2 separate regions of the Sus scrofa genome follow, and region 2 is linked to region 1. Evidence: chromatin contacts called from public Hi-C data. All regions are on one chromosome and are shown on one strand. Each heading gives the region's core, a stretch centred on a gene start, on an enhancer-like site or on the middle of the called end of the contact. The rest is flanking DNA. Distances are from core to core; before and after follow the strand shown.

The links. Hi-C and Micro-C count contacts between places; a contact is called where the count stands out from the background.
Region 2: a Hi-C map of brain shows a contact between it and region 1, with 2.3 times the contacts expected there. The contact joins the promoter of MSANTD2 here to the promoter of ESAM in region 1. A contact is called at or near these places in 1 of 5 promoter capture datasets (liver), 5 of 47 Hi-C or Micro-C datasets (brain, heart right ventricle, liver and 1 more) and 2 of 2 datasets of contacts at active chromatin or transcription factors (alveolar macrophages and skeletal muscle).

What each region holds. Positions count from the first base shown.
Region 1 is chr9:51,989,843-51,997,080 of Sscrofa11.1, reverse strand. ESAM (endothelial cell-selective adhesion molecule) reads left to right here and starts at 4,666. Exons shown (of 7, transcript XM_005667461.3): 1 at 4,666-4,901. The coding sequence starts at 4,832.
Region 2 is chr9:52,026,566-52,033,803 of Sscrofa11.1, reverse strand. MSANTD2 (myb/SANT-like DNA-binding domain-containing protein 2) reads left to right here and starts at 4,277. Exons shown (of 5, transcript XR_002335713.1): 1 at 4,277-5,988.

The DNA of each region.
Region 1 (7,238 bases), core at 3,417-5,916:
TTGCTGCTAGGGAAGCACGGAAGAGACAGAGAAGGACAGCCTCACTTCCTTTCACTCTCTGTACCCCACTGACCAGTGTCATTACTTCTTGTCAGAGTACCAAAGTCATTAGCCATTTCATTTTGATTTTTTTTTTTTTTTTTTTTTTTTTTTTTTTGCTTTTTAGGGCCGCACCCACGGCATATGGAGGTCCCAAGCTAGGGGTTGAATCGGAGCTACAACTGCTGGCCTACGCCAGAACCACAGCAACATCAGATCCGAGCCTCATCTGTGACCTGTACCACAGCTCACAGCAACGCCATATCTTTAACCCACTGAGCAAGGCCGGGGATCAAACCCTCAACCTCATGGTTCCTAGTCAGATTTGTTTCTGTTGTGGCACGATGGGAACTCCTTGATTTACTTTTTTAAAAGTCCCAAAAGGATATTCCTTTTGGCCCTAAGTACATAAACTTGTAAGAGGCTTTCGTTCCCCATCTTTATACTCGGTAATCAGAGGCAGCTCCCTCAGGAGTACAGGTGGAGAACTGATATCATCATACTGCCTATGAAAAAGAGGAGAGAAGATCTAACGGAAACATCCAGCAAAACTTAAGTGATCTATAGGATAGAAGATCATAAGGTATCTGTCCGTTAGGAAGGTACTGTCACGTTTAGATACCCCTTTCAGAGATTCTGTGAGGTAACTAACATTCCACTTAGAGGTTAGTACTCTTGGCTTACTAGTAGGGTAGAAGAAGGTCACTTTGATCTCATGGCAGAGACTTGTTAGACTGGTTATTTATCTTTAATGATTTTCCCCAACATCTCTCAGGTGCACTACTTTAAATGGACTGCAAATCCAGGTAAGAGCTATAATTCTCCCCATTCTTCTATACTATTGAAGATAAAATTGCATATTGATTTTTTTAAAAAAGGTTCTTTTCTTTCCTGCAATCTGAATGGTCTTAAGTCAGTGATTTTTCTCATTCTGATACTTCATGGGTTGTTGATGCTTATTTATTTTTCTAATGGCTAGAGAATTTATAATCAATGGGCTTTTATTAATGTCATTTGAGTCTGAGTTTATGGAGTAGTCTGTTTTCTGGATACAAGCTGCTAAAAGTGGGTACTAGTTCAGGGAGAGTACAAATACCTGGGATGTTTGAGTGCAGCACCTCTTCTCCCCAGGCACGGTCTTTAGGTTTGGGCCTCCAGAAAGTCTCAGGAGTTTGCTCTTGTTTGGAACTCAGAATTGCAGTCCTAAAGGCTGAGTCTCCATTGACTGTTTTGTAGCAACAGTCTCATAATATTAGTGCTGAGTGCTACAGGAAAAGCACTATTAGTAGGACTAGTACATGGCGCCCCCTGAACTGTGCCACTGACCAACCTTAAAACCAACATTACACTTGGTTTTTTCCTCTGCTGTTTCTTTCTTTCTTTTTTTTTTTTTAATTGTTTCGCATAGCTTTATTTTATTTTATTTTTTGTCTTTCTAGGACTGCACCCACTGCATATGGAGGTTCACAGGCTAGGGGTCGAATCGGAGCTGTAGCCACTGGCCTATGCCACAGCCACAGCAACGCCAGATCTGAGCCTTGTCTACGACCTACACCACAGCTCATGGCAATGCCAGGTCCTTAACCCACTGAGCAAGGGCAGGGATCGAACCCGCAACCTCATGGTTCCTAGTTGGATTCGTTAACCACTGAGCCACAACGGGAACTCCTCTCTGTCCTATTTCTCACTGCTGTTAGTTACTTAGCAGGGCCAGAACATTTGGGGAACATTTAGTGAGGATGTTTTAGATCTACCTAACATTACCGAGACTGGGGCATTGCTAGACCGCTGTGAGCAGCATGGAGAATAGGGCAAAGACTGATCAAGCATGTGTTTTCACCCTGTGTCTTGGGATGGGTGAGGGGTAGGGGCAAGAGGACAAAGCTGAGCATTGGGGAATGGAGACTTGGAAAGAAAGCACCTTGCTGATACTGAGTATCCATTCTCTTTGGCCAGAACCATCTAGAAAAGACAGCAGTGTGTCAGATTACTATATGAGCATTCCTAAAAATTAAAAGTGGACTATTTAGGAGTTCCCGTCGTGGCGCAGTGGTTAACGAATCCGACTAGGAACCATGAGGTTGCGGGTTCGATCCCCTGCCCTTGCTCAGTGGGTTGAGGATCTGGGATTGCCGTGAGCTGTGGTGTAGGTTGCAGACGTGGCTCGGATCCCGCGTTGCTGTGGCTCTGGCGTAGGCCGGTGGCTACAGCTCCGATTGGACCCCTAGCCTGGGAACCTCCATATGCCGCGGGAGCGGCCCAAGAAATAGCAACAACAACAACAACAAAAGACAAAAAAGACAAAAAAAAAAAAAGTGGACTATTTAGACCTTAATGAAACCTTATAACTGACTCAAGGGAGATGGAGACACTATATTCAAATGTAAGAATCAGCATTAGAAAATACTGTAGAGATAAAAGATGAGGTATAATTGGGAGAAACACCAGGGACCTGCAAGTCTCCTAACAAAGGAAACTATGGACTTAGCTTTTGCACACAACCTGTTTATGCCAGCAGTTCTGAGACCACTCACAGATCATCTGTGCTAATGTTCCTGTTATACACATGGGTAGGGAACAATGTTCACCTTAACATTTTTTTGCATTGTGGCAAAAACTTGCAGAAAGTAATGGAGCTGTTCTAACTTCTACCACCTGACTGCCTCAAGGTCAGCAGGAAAAAATGATTGAAATAAAATATAGTGTAGAAAATTCTTTGATTGGGTGAGAGCATTGAAAGAGCCCCAAAGGGACCGCTCTCGTGTCAAATGGAGAGAGTCACTGCCTATAAATCTTTGGCTGTCGCTTTAGTTTTGATGTTGTAAATTATTGGGATGCAAATTGTGAAAAGTTAGCCTGATGAGAGTGAATGTTAAGGCTCTACCTAATATGTTGCTTGATAGGGATGAGCACAGCCCGCCCAATTAGATGCTTTGGTGTTCCTGGGGTACAACCAAGACCTTTGTACTGCCCTTCCTGGAAGGAATTACTTATTTGGGGTAACCTGGTCTTGATCTGGAAATGAGGAATGTTCACAAGAGGTCCTTTGCAGTGAAGACTAAAGTAAAAATAAATAAATTTGAGTGTGATAGAATAGAAAAGCCAAACCAACAGCACACTCCCCCCATATATTCAGACCACAAAATCTACTTGACAATTCCAAGTTTGTAGGTCCCCCTACGAAGGAATGAGACTGGCAGTTAGCTATTACTGTTGCTGTCACTGAGTATTAGATTCCAGGCGCTGCATGAGTAGTCTAGTGTTTGCATAGGCAAACCCACTGCATGGCAGGTATTTAAAGAGCAGCCAGCCAGGTCACACGAAGAAGAAGCAGCTGAGAGGCTCTGTGGGGTGCTGTGTAGAAAAAGACCTTGGGCAATGCAGGCTCAAGGACCATAGTCAGTATTAAAACAGCAGAACTCCGTGGCATAAAAGGAATCCAGGAGGCCCGGCTGCTTTTCTTCTCAGTTAACTGCCACCCAGAGCAGGTAGCGCCAGGGATTTGTTATTATGTTTTCTGTCCTCGGTGACCTTTGCTCCGTGGGTTGACCCATACCCGGATGTTCGAAGCATCTTTATTTTGGCTGTTGGACTGGGAAGGCAGAACAGGTGCGTGCCTTTCTGTTAGGGATCTGTGGCCGCCAGAGGGCGCAGAGGTGCCTTCGACGGACTGGCGAGGAGAGGGACGGTTAAATTAAATTTCACAGCGAACAAGATCTATCCCCGGGAATTAAAGGATCAGATCAGGCGTGAGGTGGGATGGGAGGCGGCGAAGATGGGATAAATAAATGGTACTTTGTCCAGTCTACTTTCCCGCAGCGGCTTTTCAGAGTTGAGCGGGGAACTAGGCACCTGTTTCCTCAGTTTCCTGCTCAGCTCCTGGGGTATCCTTGCGTCAGTCATTTCCCTGCTCAGGTTTGCAACAGCAAGCCCCGGGTGACCTTCGGGCTGCGTTTTAGAGCACCTCTAAGAACCTGAGAGAGGCCCCCTTCTCCGCCCACTGGTGAACACTGTCCTAGCGTCCACAGCTGATGCAGCCTCGGGTGGGCGGGGCTCAGGAAGGGATGTGGCACGTGCAGGGATGGGCATCCTTTCCCCAGCCGCTCCCGCAGTCCGTCCTGTCCTGGGCTCCGGGAAACTGGTAGTTTCGGACAGCAAAACCTAGCCCGCGATGCCAGCACGTTGGCCTCTTCCTGCCGTTCCGACCCCCATTTGCAGACCCCCAGTGGTCCCGGGAAAACGCGGCCCCCCTCCTCTCCTCTTAGGCTGAGGACGCGGAACTCCCAAGCCCCGGCTGTTTAGGGTTTGGGTCCGGGTAGCCCCTGGACGTGGGATAATGTGCAAACCTCCCTTCCTTCTTGGCTCCCCTTTCTGTCCCACGCGGGCAGAAGGGCACGGTGCAGTACGATAGTTCAGGACCCTTCTCTTCGGCCCTCGCCTCCAGCTGGCTGTCGGGGCGCCGCGACTCACCTGACATCCCTCTGCGTCCTGACCTGTTGGAGGCCGCGGGATCCGGCCGTCGAAGCGTGAGGAGCGCCCCCTGCGGCGGGTCACCGGCGCGCCGGGCCCAGGAGGACCGCGACCTCTCCGCCCCCTCGAATGCCCCGCCCCCGAGTCCCTGTTGGTCCCCACCCCGCCACCGGCACACACACGCCCAGACTCTGGCCAGAGCTGCACTTGGTGTCAGTGGCCCGGCTCCTGCGTCCGATCCTGCTGTCGTGCAGCCTCAGCACCTGTCGGTCGGTGTGTCCCGGAGCCGGTACCCCTGACTCCATCCGGGCCAGGGAAGGCCATGATTTCCCTGCCCGGGTCCCCCGCGACCAACTTACTGCAGTTTTTGTTCCTGGGGCTGACTACTCTTGGTGAGTGAAACCCTGAACCTGGAAAGGACCTGAGGTGGGAGATGGGGTGAATCCGACCCTGGGGGAGGTGGTTTTGGGCACTGATGAGGAACTGGGTGGGCTGGGATTCCTGTCTTAGACGCTTTCCCTACCCCCACTGCTATTTTCCACCACACAAGGTATCACTGAGTAGTGCTGACTCTGTCCTTGCTGTGTCGGCAAACAGCCACCACTTTGGGCACAGTGTGTGCGGTGAGGGAGAGGGTTAGGACTCAGAACCATTCCTCACCCCCACTGCCCACCTCCACCCAGCAGAGCCGGATGAGCTGAGCTGCTAGATGAGACACTGGCTAAAGAGCTTAAGGACTTAACTCCAGTCCCCCCCCCATCCGTCCCCCCCACTTCCCACCGCTCAAGCTGATGTGCAAGAGCCCCTAGGGAATTCCCTGGTCTCTGGGCTTGACACACCATTTCATGTCAATTCCCCAGCCCAGATCCTCCCTCTTGCCCCCTCCTCCTGCTTCCTGCCCTGGGAATCAAGGGAGGTGCCCCCAAAAGCATGACCGTGAGGTCATTTGGGACACAGGAAATGGAGGAGGGGTTCGAATGCCTGGAGGAGCAGAATTGTGACACCATCCCCCCCCAGAGGTCCACCACCCCTAATCAGTTCCCAGAGCCAAAGGACAAAGGAGTCCCAGAGGAAGGGCGCCTCCTTGGAGCAAGTGCTTGAGGAGTATTGAAGGTGCCCAGGAGCACCCAGAAGCTGGAGGTGGCCCAGTGCAACATCTGGGGAGAAAAGGCCCCTTGGAAACTTAGCTGTTTCACATGCTGCCTCCCAGGCTTTCTTGCCATCCTTCTTCAAGGATTCCTGAATGGGGGTGAAGGGTGGGTTTGTCTGGTGCAGCTATAACTCCCACTTTCAGGCTGGAAGCCACCAGGGCAAGTAAAGCTTGGAAAGATGTAGAGAAAAATTCAACCACAGTGATGGGGACTGAGATGGGAATCACCTAACTCATCTGAGTCCCCTTTAGCCCAGTCTGCTGCAAGGGCATTAGGGGATGAAGTACCCCAGACAAAGTGGGGTTCAAGACCAGCCACAAAAAAGCAGAGACACCTTCCTGCCCCCTAGTCTTGGTGGGCCTGCTCCAGGATCCCTTGACTTCTTAGGCCCCCTTTCCCAAGGACCCCCTCTCCCTTCAACCTCAAGGCCTCTTTTCTTTGGCATTCCACTCCCAAATTCCCTATCCCCCCTGTTGGGGATCTTGAAACAAGGGAGAAAATTTCAACTTTGTGGCCAAGGCATCATCCTTATCTATCCTGCAACCCATCTTCTTTCTATCCTAACTCTGAGCCTCAGTTTTCATACTGAACCCAGGCTTCAAGGGCCCTACTGGCTTCCCTAGGGGTTGCCGAGCTCCCACCAGCCCTTCGAGGGTTAAATGGCCCCGGGTAGGCAACTGCGGCAGGCAGGCACTGTCCAGGCTCGGTTTTGCCCTATGGAACTATCAGGGCTTTTCTGCCCTCCTGCTCCTCGGTGGCTCAGTGCTGCTGCCCCTGGGGCGTGAGAAGCCCGTGGGGGGAGTTTCTCAGAGAAAGAAGGAGACTAAAAATAGTAGCCCTGGGGAGCGGGCCCATTTTCGCTATCCTTTACTCTTGCCTGCTTCCTCGCTCTAGTCTGGAATGGGCCAGAAGGGTCCTTTTCCTGGGCTGCTCCTGACTCTTACTCAGACCCAACCACCCCCTTTCCCTCTCCCTATGGCACTGGGGACCAAAAGGGGGCCAAATAGTTGAGGGGCTTCTGCTTCAGCGGACTTCCAAGACCCAGGGCAGCCAAGCCATGGGTTTTCTTTGGGGGCGCAGGACAGGGAGCCTTTGCCCAGACTCCAGTGCATCCGGTTACTACGGATTCCCCCCACCCTCCCAACAGACACACCTTTTGCCAAGTGAAATGACAAATGCAGGGCCTGAAGGAGGTCTCTCAGGGCATCAAGGGCAGAGGCAGCTCGCCCCATTCCCGGGACCCAGGCAGATTTCCAGGCGGGAATCGTGTCGGGCCTCTGGGAGTGAGCTGCAGAAAGGCCGGGCCTAGCCGGCACCACCCACAGGCCCGTCCAGCGGCGCCCTCCTCATTGTCTTCTGGCTTATCACCGGGCACAAGTTTCCTGTGCGGCCTGCAGGGACCGGCCAGGAAATGGGAAGGGGGGGTGCTAAGAAGGCCAAGGAACAAGGGTGGGGGTTCAGTAAAGACGCAAAGCCAGGAAGCGGTGGGGGTGGCGTGCATCCTGGCCGGTTCCACTCCTGGCCCCTTAGAAGCCTTCCGCTGAGCTCTAGGAGGTGTAAAGCTAGGCCTGTGTGCGG
Region 2 (7,238 bases), core at 3,028-5,527, 37 kb before region 1:
CAGGGTATTTTCTATTCTAGCCTTGAAGTCACACAATGTCACTCCCACCACATTTGGTTCATCAAGGTGGTCACAAAGATTCACCCAGGTGGGAGGGGAAGGAACATAAATTCAACTTCTTGCTGGAAGAGCGTCAAACAACGTGCGGATAGGTTTTCACTTTGTTGTTGTTGTGTAGGGCTGTACCTGCACCATATGGAAGTTCCATGCTAGGGGTTGAATCTGAGCTGCAGCTGCTGGCCTACGCCACAGCCACACCAATGCCAGATGCAAGCCGCGTCTGCAAACTACACCACAGCCCATGGCAACGCTGGATTCCCCAACCCACTGAGCAAGGCCAGGGATCGAACCCTCAACCTCATGGTTCCTCATGGTTCAGATTTGTTAACCACTGAACCTCGACAGAAACTCCCAGATAGGTTTTTAAATCACCACACTCACAGTGAAGAGTTTGGATCATATTTTTACAATGCGAAGACATTGGTGGGTTTTTAACAAGGGAAGGATCAAGAATAGCAAACTACTCTTGAACAAGAAGGAGGAAGAAAAGAAAGAGGAGGAAGGCTTTTTAAATTAAATTATAGTTGATTTACAATATTGTGTTAGTTTTAGGTGTGTAGCAAAGTGATTAAATATATATATTTCAGATTATTTTCAATTAGAGGTTATTACAAGATACTGAATATACTTCCCTGTGCTATATAGTAAGTCCTTGTTGTTTACCTATTTTATTTATAGTATTTTTTATCTGTGAATCCCATACTCTTTATTTATCCCTGCTATCTCCTTTCTTGTTTGGTAATCATAAGTTTGTTTTCTACATCTCTGAGTCTGTTTCTTTCTTTCTTTCCTTTTCTTTTTTTGCTTTTTAGGGCTGCACTTGCGGCATATGGAGGTTCCCAGGCTAGGGGTCAAATCAGAGCTACAGCTGCCAGCCTACGCCAGAGCCACAGCAATTGTGGCCAGATCCAAGCCGCATCTGCAACCTACACCACAGCTCACGGCAACGCCAGATCCTTAACCCACTGAGCAAGGCCAGGGATCGAACCCAAAACCCCATGGCTCCTAGTCAGATTCCTTTCCACTGAGCCACGACAGTAACTCTGTGAGTCTGTTTCTGCTTGTATATAGATTCATTTGAATTTTTAGATTCCACAAATAAGTGATATCATATAGTACTTGTCTTTTTCTGTCTGACTTCACTAAGTATAATATTCTCTAGGTCCATCCATATTTTGGCGAATGGCAATATTTCATTCTTTTTCATGGTTAAGTAATATTCCATTGTATATCTACACACATATATATGTATATATACTACATCTTTAACCAATCATCTGTTAATGGGCATTTGGGTTGTTTCCACGTTTTGGCTATTGTAAATAGTGCTGCTGTGAACACTGAAGTGCATGTACCTTTTCCAATTAGAGATTTCATTTTTTTCAGATATGTACCCAGGAATGGGATTCCTGAATCATATGGTAGCTCTATTTTTAGTTTTTTAAGGAGCTCTCATACTATGTTCCATAGTGGCTGCACCAATTTACATTTGAGGAGGAAGTTTCTGTACCTAATATGACTTAATATAAAGCTGGTGTGACCCACTTAAGGCAGTGTGATAGTACCACAAGGAACACAAATAGAAAAACAGGTAAATAGACTGATGTAATAGAAGAGCCCAGAAATAGACCCATGTACATACGGACGCTTGATTGCAAGCGAGGGAAGGACAGGAAAGGACAGTCTTTTCAGTAAATGGAATTGGAATAATTGTGTATCCACATGGAAAGAAGGGAGAAAAGAAGGGAGGGGGAGGTATATACTCTGCAGAGATACTTGCACATACGCACTAGGAGACATGTACAAGAATATTTACAGCAGCATTATTCATAAAATCCTAATTTAGAAACAACCCAAAGATTCAACAATAGGAGGATAAATAAAATATGAGATATTCATAAAACAGTATTTTACAGCAACAAAAATGAATAACTGCAGCCTCATACAGATGAATCTTAATTAAAACATAATATTGAATGAAAGAAGCCAGACCCAGAATACATGTGATTTCATTTCCAAAAAATTCAAAACTTTTCGTGACATATAATAAAGTGATAAAAACTACAAGAAAGGCAAGTCAAGATAGCAGTTATCTTAAGGGAGCTAAGGGATAATGTTGGTAAGGGATTGTAGGGCAAAGCTTCTAGAGTTCTGGCTACATTCTATTTTCTGACTTGGGTGGTAGTTATACAAGATTTGCTTTATAATAATTCACATAGTAGTTGTACATGAATGTTTTATGTACTCTTATATAGGCATGTTATAGTTCACAAGAAAAATGTTTTAAAATACCAGTTTCACTTTGGCTACAGTGTAAGCAGGCAAGTATGTAAGCTGCAAGTCCAGTTGTCCAGTAAAGACATGAGGGAGGCTGGGACCAGGGTTGGGAAGTAGTCAAATTTAGGAAATAGTTTAGAGGCTGAGGTAACAGGACTTAATATGGAATGTGAAAGGAAAAAAGATAAAGCAACAAACATACTGATAGTCATAAAACACAGTGAAAGAGTCTGCAAATGAATTAACAAAGCTTTTGAGATAGAAAATATTAACATGAAGGGCTAAGTTGTATGAGTGTATTAGATAGAGGTGTTCTGTCCAACTGATTGGGGAGGCTTCATATAAAACCTGGTAAAACAAACTTGATACAGATTGTGGAGGAAATCGATGAGGGGAAGATACAGTTAAAGGGGTGTGGATAGTTTACAGGTGGAATATTTGTATTGTTCTGTACTCTCTTGGGACATTTCATATGTTATCCTTCAAGTAAGTTTTTTTGTTTTGTTTTGTTTTTTTGGCTGCCTAGTGGCATATGGAGTTCCCAGGCTAGCGATGGAATCCCAGCCGGAGTTTCCACCTAAGCCACAGCTGAGGCAACACCAGGTCCTTAACCCATTGCAGCTGGCAGGGGATCCAACCTGCATCCCTGCCACTGCAGACACCCTTTGATCCTGTTGAACCACAGCAGGAACTCCTCAAGTAAGTTTTTAATCTAATTATGACTACCATTTGGATCCACAGTAAAAGGTGTAGCACATTATTCTGAACACAGTAGCCATCCCATAAGTCCAGTTTGAACAAAGTCATCACACAACTCCTGGAATCCAGGATCATCCACTGTAGTAAGCCAACACAATGATCCCATGATCCTGGCCCACCCAGCAGTGCTTCTATACCTTGTAACACACTTAATAGTTTATACATTATTTGGCTTTGTTTTAACTTCAGGATGTTGCTGGAAATTTTATTTTTGATACAAACTTTTCTCATAGGGTAGACTGATAGGGGACATATAGAAATAATGTCTAGAAACAGAAGTTTGTGGGAAGGGAGACTTTCCAATCAACCCACTTTATCTAGGAAGGCTTCCTGGATGAGTCAGAGTTGACTTGAGAATCATCCAGAAGTAACAACAGAAGGAGGGAGGATTTTTTTTGAGATCCTCGTGGATTCGACTCCTAGCCTGGGAACTTCCATAGGCTGCAGGTGCAGCCCTAAAAAGCAAAAAAAGAAAAAAGAAATGAGAACTGAAAACCAGAGGTGTAGAGAAAGTAACAAAGGGAAGATTATATATCAACTAGAGTTCAAATAAAGTAGATAACAGCAAATGCTCAACATATTTACATGAACCAAGTACCATTCTATACCTGTATTAATTCATTAATACAGGTATAGAATGGGCTATAGCTGTATTAATTCATTTATTCTCCCAACAATGCTGTGAGATCATCCTTATTTCACAGGTGAAGAAACCAAGGCACTGAGAAGTTGGCTAAGGTTGCAGAACTAGAATTTGAAGCCAGGCATTCTGACTCTAGAATTCATACTTTTAATGGAGGAGCTAGACTATATCTTTTTCTCAGAAAAAGAGGAAGAGATGGCATAAATGTTGCAATTCCTTTCTTCTTTCTTTTTCTTTTTTTTTTTTTAAGGGCTGTACCTGAGGCATATGGAAGTTCCCAGGCTAGGGATCGAATAGGACCTGCAGCTGCTGGCCTACGCCACAGCCACAGGTTTACCAACGCAGGATCCCAGCCTCATCTGGGACTACACCATGGTTCACCATAAAGCTGGTGTTGTGCAATGGCAGATGGAACGGGAATAGTTGGTTTGTAACCTGCTGGGCCACAACAGGGACCTCCTCTTTATGTTTCTGCATACTGCTAATTTAATGTCATGGTGGCATTTTAATATGACATATGACAACGTTTATCTTCTCTACTTCATCCCTATTGCTTATTCTTTTGGCTTTCCATTGACAACCATGTCATCCTCTGGTGTGATTCTGAGTTAAAAATGTAGCTGCCCTCAGCTCTATTAAAAAAAAAACACACACATATATCTGCTATTTTAAAAAAAATTGCATAGCCTATTCATATTTGAAGAAAAAGAAAAGGCAGCTGGGGCCTTTAAGTTAAAGATCAAGATAAACAATTAGATTTTTGGTTTTGAAGAATACTGAAATACCTTACAACGATGTATTGGATTTGGTGTGTTAATGTTCATTAAATTGAAGCACTTTATGGAGCAATCAGGACGGATTACCCCTAATTACCAGAGGTCACTAGAGCTGTCATAATTGACAGTCGCTTTTTAGTCTCCTTACACTCTAGCGTATAAACCCTGAGGGAATAACATGCAACTGCCAAGTTGGGAGGATGGAGAATGGTATTGCAAAGTAACTCTGCCGCAGAGCCCGGAGTTGCTTGAAGCTACTGTGCAAGCGCAATAGACATTTAACTATTCTACAAACTGTCACACCCACTCAGACTAACTGGAAAATAGATCGTAGCTGGAAAATAGATCGTAACTGGAATCAGAGTTGCTCTTCAAATAATACGCTTGGGTTTCTTGAAAAGCTACAGCGTACGAACGCTAACTCTGGTTCCCAAATATTTTTTAAAAGTCTATCTCTCCCTGGAGCTTCAGCGCCTTCCTGGATGTACCCTGCGCAGAGTTCCCCAACCTCCTCCTGGGACGTCAGCCTCAGAACCCCGAGGCTACTTCCAAGCCGGGAGAGACAGAGGGGAGGGAGAGGAGAGCGAGCGAGCGAAATGGTCAAGTCCTCCTTAACTCCGGGCCCCCTCACGGGCCTCACCCCTCCTCCCGGGGGCTGAGATTGGAGAGGAAGTGGGAAGGCTCCAATCTGTTCCTCACACCAGCGCCCTCATGCCCCCACCCTTCTCCTCGGCTCGGGGCTTCGGCTCGCCTCATCCCCGCCTCTCGCCCAGGGAGAGGAGCGGGCGGCGCGGCAGGGCTCGCGGAGAAAGACCGAGGTCCGCAGAAGGCCTCCGCGCGTCAGCAGGAGCCCACACCCGCCAGTCTGCAGGCGAGGCAGGCCCGAGGGCAGCCCCGGAGTCCGCGGCGGCCGGATGCGCGGACGCGTCACTTCCGGGCGGTGCAGCGGCGGCCGCTTGGAAGATGGCTGCGCCCTGTGGCTCGGAGCTGCCCGCCAACTCGCCGCTAAAAATCCCGAAGATGGAGGTGCTCTCCCCGGCTTCTCCTGGTGGCCTGAGCGACGGAAATCCCTCGCTGTCCGACCCTTCTACGCCTCGGGGTGCCTCCCCGCTCGGGCCAGGCGGTGCAGCGGGCTCGGGGGCAGCGGCGTCCGGGGGTCTCGGGCTGGGGCTGGGGGGCCGCAGCGCCGCCTCGTCCTCGGTCTCCTTCTCCCCTGGTGGCGGCGGTGGCGGGGCTGCGGCAGCCGCCGCCGCCGCCTGCCGGGGCATGTCGTGGACGCCAGCCGAGACGAACGCGCTCATCGCAGTGTGGGGCAACGAGCGGCTGGTGGAGGCGCGGTACCAGCAGCTGGAGGGAGCCGGCACGGTGTTCGGCAGCAAGGCCCCCGGGCCAGCCATGTACGAGCGCGTGTCCCGGGCCCTGGCCGAGCTGGGCTACGAGCGGACCCCGTCCCAGTGCCGGGAGCGCATCAAGGTAACCGGCCGCCCGGCCTGGGGCAGCGAACCAGAGGCAGAGAGAAGGCGGGGAAGCGGGCCTCGGGGGCGGGGGCCGGTCTGAGCGCAGGGCTCCCCTCCGGGGCCCGGTGGGCGATTCGCATCTCCTCCGCCTTTTTCTTCTCTCCCTGGGAAGGGGGCTTTTTTCCAGATGGCCGCCAGCCCGTAGGTTTCCTGAGTTTGAAGTTGGGCGTGCCTGCCGCCGCCCCTCTTTCTTGCCAATTGAGGATGTTCCTGCGCTCTGAAGTTGGTAGTTTCTCATTGTGCGCCGGGCGGCAGTCCCCGTACCGCCGGCGCTTCTCGCCCCCGCCGCCGGGGCCTCTCGCTTTGTTCCAGGCCAGGGGCTCCCAGGCAGAGGCTTACCAGCCGGGCGGGATGGAGAAAGGGTGAAGAGGGGGCCGCTGAGCCCCCAGTTTAGGAATTTTCGAGCGAGTGGCAGTGGTAGAACCTCACGAAAAGCGCCTTGGGACCACTGGCCTTTGTGTCACTTGTCTTCAGACTTGAGCTTGTTTCTAACTCAAAAGACGAGTAGGTCTTGAGATGCTTTGGAGAATTGGAAAGGTTTGATTGTAGCCAGATAGTGGATTGTTTTCGCGGAGTTAGTGGCACAGTTAAAAGTTTGCCTGGCTGGTAGTTGGTCTGGAGCTTGGAGTGTGATGCTTCCAGAGTTAGAATGGCTTGCCCTGCTATGTTTCTGACTACGCTCTTTCGTGAAAGCCAGTTATCCCTTGCTTTAGGTATTGTGCCGGATGTGGTGATAAATAAAGCTCTTATGGTGCATCTGGCTCTCCTTGTGCATCTGAATGTTTAAATACAGAGGCTTCATTTGGGCTGGAAACTTTACCACCAGCCGGGTTATTGTTTTGCTCTTCCTACTGACTTTTAATCCAGGAGTTCAGCTTTGTATTATTGGCAGACATGGAGTTGTTTTTTAGGTAAGCAGAGTCCCTCTTCACAGTGTCTGCTAAGATTCTGGTAGGATTCTTTATCCCAGTTTTCACGGAACCACTTCTTGTTCAGAATCTGTGTACTTCTTTTCTGACAGGGATGACAGGAGTTTTTTGGGAACTCCTTGAGGGGTAAAAACCCAGTAGGAACTACCATAATTGAACTAGAGAAAGGCGATTGCTCCAAAGTTCGGCATATCTTGGTTCAGTTAGTGTTCATCTGAGGACATCATTGCTTGGAAAATTTGGTGCAGAAACGAAGATATTTCAAACCTATTAACTA